3 separate regions of the Sus scrofa genome follow, and all the other regions are linked to region 1. Evidence: chromatin contacts called from public HiChIP or PLAC-seq and promoter capture Hi-C data. All regions are on one chromosome and are shown on one strand. Each heading gives the region's core, a stretch centred on a gene start, on an enhancer-like site or on the middle of the called end of the contact. The rest is flanking DNA. Distances are from core to core; before and after follow the strand shown.

What was found. Promoter capture Hi-C pulls out the DNA fragments that hold promoters and counts their contacts. HiChIP or PLAC-seq counts read pairs in DNA pulled down with a chosen protein or histone mark.
Region 2: a promoter capture Hi-C map of fetal liver shows a contact between it and region 1, with 4 times the contacts expected there. The contact joins the enhancer-like site here to the promoter of SAV1 in region 1. A contact is called at or near these places in 2 of 5 promoter capture datasets (fetal liver and liver), 5 of 47 Hi-C or Micro-C datasets (embryonic fibroblasts, fibroblasts, heart right ventricle and 2 more) and 1 of 2 datasets of contacts at active chromatin or transcription factors (skeletal muscle).
Region 3: an H3K27ac HiChIP or PLAC-seq map of alveolar macrophages shows a contact between it and region 1. The contact joins the promoter of KLHDC2 here to the promoter of SAV1 in region 1. A contact is called at or near these places in 1 of 47 Hi-C or Micro-C datasets (heart right ventricle) and 1 of 2 datasets of contacts at active chromatin or transcription factors (alveolar macrophages).

Annotation. Positions count from the first base shown.
Region 1 is chr1:180,433,205-180,435,904 of Sscrofa11.1, reverse strand. It overlaps SAV1 (protein salvador homolog 1), which reads left to right and starts at 1,447. Exons shown (of 5, transcript XM_001927720.7): 1 at 1,447-1,931. The coding sequence starts at 1,838.
Region 2 is chr1:179,684,822-179,687,521 of Sscrofa11.1, reverse strand. No RefSeq gene overlaps it. Among named protein-coding and RNA genes, the nearest start is that of NEMF, 15 kb to the right of the region's middle. Within about 2 kb of position 1,426, at least 54 of the 83 cell types and tissues checked have an H3K27ac peak or open chromatin away from gene starts, as enhancers often do. A contact at or near this core is called in embryonic fibroblasts, fetal liver, liver and 1 more, where this site is marked.
Region 3 is chr1:179,607,598-179,610,297 of Sscrofa11.1, reverse strand. KLHDC2 (kelch domain-containing protein 2) reads right to left here and starts at 1,272. Exons shown (of 13, transcript XM_001925208.7): 1 at 1-1,272.

The DNA of each region.
Region 1 (2,700 bases), core at 198-2,697:
CATTTCCCCCCGTGTTGAAAGTGAGATTACACGATTTGTTGACGCTGAGAAATACTTGATTGATCTACATGGCCAAGGAATATTTCCGTACATTAAGGCTCTTAGGCTTCTAGGGAACGAGATGTTAGCCCCTGTAAATTTTCCTAATCGTTGTAAAGTTAACACAAGGAAACAAAAAGCTGATTCACTTTCAGTGATTATAAATCAACAAAGGAACAACTGTCCAGGATTTCTGAATATGAGATAGATGCAACACTTGCAAAGCCTCCAACCAAGCGTCCAACGCTAGACACCAATGATGCTGAAGGGTTACGGCTTGTTTTTGAGCTACAGAGCAGGACATAAATCTGGCCATGTACGTTTCAGAGGCTCAACCAAACGACATCAATCAGGCAACTCAGCAACACTTGGGCAAGAACAAGGGAACAGCAACAACTACAACATTTAGAGAAAAAAAAAAGTAACTTTCTGGGAACTGCCAGTGTTGGTATACCTTCAATGGTAAGCCTCACTTCCCAAGTGCCAAGGCCATACTGACTCCTGTGTTCCTAGCTGATTTTTTTTTTTTTTTTTGAAACCTTGAAGGAATATATTCCTGACTGGTTTAATGTTCTTCATTACATCAAGCTACAAAACTAAGAAAATCATTTTCTCTGGAGCACCTTCCCAGAGTTATCTGAGAAGCTGTCTTCTGGGTTTATAGTTCTCAGTTTGGCTCAAAGAAAACTATTCTCTACTCGTATTGTAGAATAATTGTTATTTCCATGACAACTCTAAGAAGAAATAATGTGGCTAGGAAGTAAGGACAGTCATAATTAAATTATGCTAACATCAAAATTGTCTTAAATAGGAAACAGTAGAAATCACATTTGGCTTTTTCCTCCGTTTTCTCATCAGAAAGATGCACTCCCTGGCACTCAGGAGACAGATTCATATCTGTTTAATTAGTGTTGGACGGCCTAATGCTTTCGCAAAATCAGGGATCTAGATTATTTTTTGGTGCGGCGCTAAGCTAAGGGTGGTGTCCCTTCAACTCTACTGGCGTTCTGTGTGAACACGGACCTGAATTCACCAGCCCAAAAAACTCTAAGAGGGGCGTCCTCTGCCGTGGAGGAGGACAGGAATGCGGCTGTCCCGCGCCACCCGCTCCCTCAGGGTCCGGGAAGAAAAATCTGTGGGTAAAAAGGGGCTCCGTTGCAGGAGCGCGCCACGGCCTCCGGCGCTCAGTCTGGCAGGCTTTGTCCTCAGACCTCTAGTGCCCGAGGTACCCGCTTCTCGCCGAGGGGGAAGTGAAGGTGGCTGCAGCTACAGGGCCGGCCCGCTAGCGGAGAGTTCGGCCAGCGGTTCTGTAGCGCCACCGCTCCCAGGAGCTGGAGTGGGGGTAGGGCAGCGGCGCTCGCGCCGCGTCGAGTTTCCCAGAATTCCCAGCGGCCGCGGGGAAAGTTTACAGGACGTAGGCGGCGGCGGCGGCGGCGGCGGCAGCAGCCGTAGCGGTTACTAGGCGGCCCGCGGCGGACCATGGCCCTGGCCGGGCGTCCCTGGCCTCTCCTCTCGGAGTACTCGGGCAGCGTCGGGGAGCGGGCAGACTTCCGGGAAGGAACTGAGAAGCGACTGAGCGGCGGTCGGCGCGCGTAGCGCCCCGAACATGCGGCAGTACCTGTGGGCGACCCGGGGCTGCAGAGAGGAGGAGGAGGAGGAGGAGGAGGCGGAGGCGACGGCGGCTGCTCCGGAGGGAAGGAGGCGGCGGCGCCGACGGAGGTGGCGGCGGGGAATCCCGGCGCCGGGCGCGGAGCCTTAGGGAGGCTTCTTGGCGTGGCCTGAGGCCTTGTGGACAAGGATGCTGTCCCGAAAGAAAACCAAAAATGAAGTGTCCAAGCCGGCCGAGGTGCAGGGGAAGTACGTGAAGAAGGAGACGTCGCCTCTGCTGCGGAGTGAGTGTCGGGCGGGGCGCGCCCACACCTGGCCGGGGTGCCCACGGGGACCCGGGCAGAGTGCCTGCCGCCTCTCTCCGCGGCTTCTTTTCCTCCTTGGTATCTGTGAAATACTCGTTTTTAAAATTTTCTTGTGCTTAAAGTGGTGTTGGTTGTATGAAAGCTGATGAAGAGTAAGAAACTTATATTCGTCCACCTCCGACCCCCTCCCCCCCAAATAACCACAGACTTCTCTGTCTACTTTCGTCAGTGTTGTTGGTTTTGATTAACTGGAAGAAAGAGGCTCTTTGGGAAACACTTAAATTGCTTATCCCCTGGGCTTATAGGAATTAAAGTGATTAGACTGGGGCACACTTTTTCTTCTAGTTACGTCGAGATTTGCTGTATGTTTGCAAACATTGCGGATGTCACTAGCCCGTTCTGCAAATTGGGCGAACTCTCGGGTAGAATTCCTTAGCCCAGCTGTTGGGTGCAGACTTAAGGAGATGAAAGGTGATCATTGCTATTGTAGCCGCTACCTAAAGCCTCATCAATCGTAGATCTTAGCGAAGAGGAGCCAAAATATGTATTTGGCTGTGTTCGTGAGAATTGCTTCAAATACCAGCTCCCCCGCCGCCGAGAATCAAAAAGGCAAAGTACTCAAAATAATTTCATATTTTACAGGAAGTTACCAAAAACTTTTTTTTTTTTTAACTCTAATAGAATGCATTTTTCTCCCACCCTACCCTGGCACTTTTCTTCTCTTCACTTTAAGTATTTGATTCTAATT
Region 2 (2,700 bases), core at 177-2,676, 750 kb after region 1:
GGAAGTTTGGATTAATTTCTAAGAAAAAGGAGAAGGAAGATTGACAATAGGGGACAGCAAAGGGCAGCTGGCTGCAGATCTACTAAGACTGGAAATTCTTTTTTCCTTCTTCCCCTGTATGCCTTCCGAACCGATTCTTGTTCCAAAAAAACCTCAGGCTGCCAAATCCTAAATCTTGCACCAGGCTACCCACATTCTCAATTTTTTTTCCCCAACAATAACGGGCAATAATAACACACGCGGTCAAAAGCCGATTGTTAGCCCACGCTGCCTTCGCTCCAACAGTGAAAAGTGAGCTGACCGCCAGCACTTTTGTGGACACTCAACCTCCGCTACTAAGGGTTATACTCCTTCGCACAGCGAAGGCCCCTCCTAAATGCTTTCTGTGGACAGTGTAAGATTTAGGGACAGATGATTCAGTTCCCGCGTTAATAATGTCCCCCCAAACACGCAGCTGGTATTTAAGGCCTGCTGAAGAAAGGCAATGCTGAAGGAGTAGGGTATTGCGTTTCCTTTTGTGCTCGCTGCGTGCCCGGATAAAACACCGTACGAGCACTAAGCAGAAGCAGACCGTTTTTTCTTAATACAATGTTCCGAGCCAAATACCAGGATCTAAGGCCAGAAATGGGAAAGCAGCTTACTCCAAGCCAGCAAGACTGGCCCAACAAGGCGGGACGAAAGCCACGCCCCAATGACATCATATGGCCCCTGCCTCCGGGGCGCCTTCCGCCGGCGTGTCTTAGTCCCTGGACTGGCTCTGCCTCGTCCCACCCCCGGTGACGTCACTAAGCCTCAACTCTAGTATCTCTGCTGCAGTGATTTTCATCGCCGGGCGCGGTGGCGCGCGCCTGTAGTCCCAGCTACTCGGGAGGCTGAGGCTGGAGGATCGCTTGAGCCCAGGAGTTCTGGGCTGCAGTGCGCTATGCCGATCGGGTGTCCGCACTAAGTTCGGCATCAATATGGTGACCCTCCGGGAGCGGGGGACCACCAGGTTGCCTAAGGAGGGGTGAACCGGCCCAGGTCGGAAACGGAGCAGGTCAAAACTCCCGTGCTGATCAGTAGTGGGATCGCGCCTGTGAATAGCCACTGTACTCCAGCCTGGGCAACATAGCGAGACCCCGTCTCTTTTGGAAACTTTTGGATTTCTAAAGTCCTATATTCTCATAAACAATCTTTGTTTGCCTTTTTCCAAACATTTTACATTTTTATACGTTTTACCTATTCATCAGTTCACTAATGCGTTCAATAGACGAACTGTAACTGGTGTTCATTACTGGCTCTATCATCTCACTATTTTACGTTTCTCTCCTATTTTATGTCGCCTTTACAGTTAAAAATTCACCAGGTAACTTAGGATACTCGAGGAATTGTAGCCGCCTCATCGCTGACCCCTGCCGGAACATGGTCAAAATGCCTCTGCGGAAAGCTGTTATCACCCTCAGAGCCAGCAGGGGATGCTCGTTTTCGCACGACCTGTTGGAGAAAATGGCTGTCCGGTACCATCGCAAAAAAGGCACCTCCGAGTCCCGATTCCAAAGTTCTTCCCGCAGGGGTCCAGTTTGCGACTATTGCTACCGCAGCTTCGCTTGCCTGACTCGGCCTTCCCTGTCCACCTCCCGCCACGGGGATACCTTCATTCACCACTGTCCTGTTCTTTTTACTTTTAAATGTTGCAGGTGGAAAATCTGGCTTTCATCGTATACTTTACTCTGCCGGTTTACAGATAGGGCTGGCTCCCCTACCCCCATGCCGGGGAACCCGTATACTCCCCCCTTGTAAGGGAAAAAGCAACCTAAGAAAAGCCCGGACGTCCCTGTGATAGCTGAGGGGATCTGCAGTGTGGCCTAATCCTATCACCCTGTCTCTCCCCTTAATTCTCAGACTGCCAGAAGCTAACCTTAGAGAAGGAATTGAAAGGCCCTCGGTGGGGCTGCGTCCCAACATCTCAGTGCCATCCACTGAGCTTCGTAGAGCAAGTATTGCATCTTTGCTGTTTTTTAAAAGAAAGAAGGGAATAAGTATGAAAGAAGAGAATCTTTCCAGTTGTCAGAAGTTTTTGGTAGTCTGTGATCGTAATTTTATCTTATAAAAGAACTATCTTAGAGTGTTCCCTTTTAAATTGAGGCATTTTAGGGGCAGTGGAAATGAACTGATCAAGTTTTCACATCAGTCTTAATATAAATCCGATAATCTATAGGGAATTTAAAGACTAAACACAGATTTTTCACACCTTCTAAAATGAAGAGGAGAGGGGACAGTGTAGCAAGCTTTTCATAAAGCTAATTGTACTTAATTTTCTTTAAGTGATTCATTTCACTTGAACAAACATAACTATCAGGAAAAGCCCTTCTTGAGTTGAACAGAATTCTGCTGCCTTTTGCTTCTGGGTCTGCACTCTGCAGCTATGTGGAATAAGTCTTATTCCAATTATTCAGGACAACTTTTTAAGAATTTAAAAGTCACCTCCAAATGAATGCATTTTCATTAAATATTACTATACGGAGATGCTTTTTTGCTTTTTAAATCTTTATCCCATTTCATAAAAAAGAAATTGGAAGCAAAATACTTTTGACATGTCTCATTTGTTTTTCACTAAATAGATCCCTGAATTTGATGCAGAATGTAATTACAAGGATTCTTCTAAGAGGAAGGCAAGAGGGTCAGAGTCAGAGAAGATGTGGCCTGGAAGCAGAGATTGGC
Region 3 (2,700 bases), core at 23-2,522, 830 kb after region 1:
ATCATAACGCTGGGACTGCTATGTAGAAGGAACACTTGGTACAACAAATGGCCTTCCTCGCTAAAATTTTCTAAGCCTGAAATTTCTTCCTTAGCACTGCCTGTGTCTTTACAACTTATCAAAATTTGTAGGGTGGGTAAAAGCAGTACTTAGAAATTTATAGCATTGCGTGCCTATGTTAGAAAAAAAAGAAAGATCTAAAATCAACCATCTAAGTTTCCATCTTAGGAAATAAGAAAAAGAGGAGCGAATTAAATCCAAAATAAGCGGAAGGAAAAAAATAATGAGATGATGAAAAGAAAGAAACCAATGAAACTGAAAGCAGGAAATCAACAGAGAAAAACTGATAAAACCAAAAGCTGGTTCTTCAAATAGTGAAATCAATAAACCTCTAGCCAGGCTAAGAAGAAAAGACACAAATTACTGATATCAGAAATGAAACAGAACATCACTACATATATCATGGACATTAAAAGTATTATAAATATTATGAAGAACTCTGTGCCTGCATATTTGATAAACTAGATGCAATGGTCTGATTCCCTCAAAGACACAATCTGCCAAAATTCCTAAGAAAAAAATAGATAACCTGAATAAGCCCATATCTATTAAAGAAATTGAATCAATAATAACCTTCTAAAACAAAGCAGGAAGCCCAGATGAGTCCACTGGTAAAATTCTAACAAACATTTAAGGAAGAAACCATACCAGTTTTCTACAATCTCTTTTAGAAGACACAAGCAAAGAGAATACTTCTTACTCATTCTGAGGCCAATATTACTCTAATCCCCAAACCAGACAGATATATCACAAGAAAACAACAGACCAATATTTCTTATGAACATAGATGCAAAATCTTCAAAGTATTATCAAATCAAAAAAATTAAAAAAGAAACACTATAACCAAATGGGACTCATTCCAGGTATGCAAGGCTGATTTAGTGTTCAAAAATCAACCAGTGTAATCCATCATATCAACAAGCTAAAGAAGAAAAATCACATGATCATATTAACAGATGCAGAAAAAGCATCTATTAATGCTTTTAAGAGTTCCTGATGTGGCTCAGCAGTAATGAACCTGACTAGTATCCATGAAGACATGGGTTTCCTCCCTGGCCCTGCTCAGTGAGTTAAGGATCTGGCATTGCCATGAGCTACGGTATAGGTCACAGATGTGGCTCAGATCCTGCACTGCTGTGGTTGTGGCAGTAGACCAGCAGCTGCAGCTTTGATTCAACCCCTGGCCTGGGAACTTCCATATGCCACAGGTGCAGCCCTTAAAAAAAAAGACAAAGAAAGAAAAAGCATTTAATAACATCCAACACCTATTCATGATTAAAAAACAAACCTCTTGGCAAACTAGGAATATAGAGGAACTTCCTTAACTTCGTAAGGAACATCTACAAAAAATGTACAATTACTACTATTCTTAATGATGAGAAACTAGAGGAATAAGGAAAGGACATCCCCTCCCACCACTACCTTTCAACAGCCTACTGGATGTCTTCGCTTATGCAGTAAGACAAAAAGGGGGAAAAGGTTGGGAAGGAAGAAATCAAGTGCCTTTGTTCATAGATGGCATGATTATGTAGAAAATTATAAAAAATTACTGTAGTACATTCAGACAATAGAATATTATTCAGTGTTGAAAAGAAATAAGGCATCTTTTGAAGCCATGAAAAGACATGTAGGGAACTTAAATGCATATTACCAGTGAAATAAGCCAATCTGAAAAGGGCACATATGATATAATTCTAATTATATAACATGGAAAAGGCAAACTATGAAGACAGTAAAATATCCATGGTTGCCAAGGGTGAGGTCAGAGGGAGAAAGGACCAGGCAGAGCAAAGCAGGATTTTGAGGGCAGTGAAAATATTACGTATGATGCTATAAAGGTGGATACATATCACTATACAATTGTCTAAACCCATTAAATGTACACCACCAAGAGTGAGCCTTAATGTAAACTATGGACTTCAGGCGTGTCTAAGCTCAGGAAGCTATAATGAAATACCATGGACCTGGTGGCTTAAACAACAGACATTTCACAGTTCTGGAGGCTGGGAAGTCCGAGATCAAGGTGCTGACAGCTTTGGTTCTTAGTGAGGGCCCTCTTCTGGCTTTGCAGGTGGCTGCCTTCTCACTGCATCTCCATAGGGTGGGAAGAGAGAGCATGTGCAAGCTCTGGTCTCTTCCCTTCCTCGGAGGACACTAATCCCATCATGGGATCTTCACCCTCAAGACCTCATCTAAACCTAATTACCTTTTCAAATATCCCACCTCCAGAAAATTTCACATTGGGGGTCTTTTTGGGTTTCAACATATGAATTTTGTGGGGATACAAATATTCAGTCCATTGCATGGGTAGAAGAAATGTTCTTGCTATACCCACATGGTGGACCATACAGTAACTTCATCAAACAGGAAATTCCAACAGACTCACATTAATACAATGGAAAAAAAGGTGGGAAGGGGTATTATTTGCTTCTAAAACCGATTCTTTTCCTTTGAAATATTCTAAAGTCAAAATTTTAATTTTTTTTTTCTTTTTAGGGCCACACCCGTGGCCTATGGACGTTCCCAAGCTAGGGGTCGAATCAGAACTGAAGCTGCCGGCCACAGCCACAGCCATGGCCACGCCAGATCTGAGTCATGTCTGCGACCTAAACCATAGCTCACCACAACACAGATCCTTAA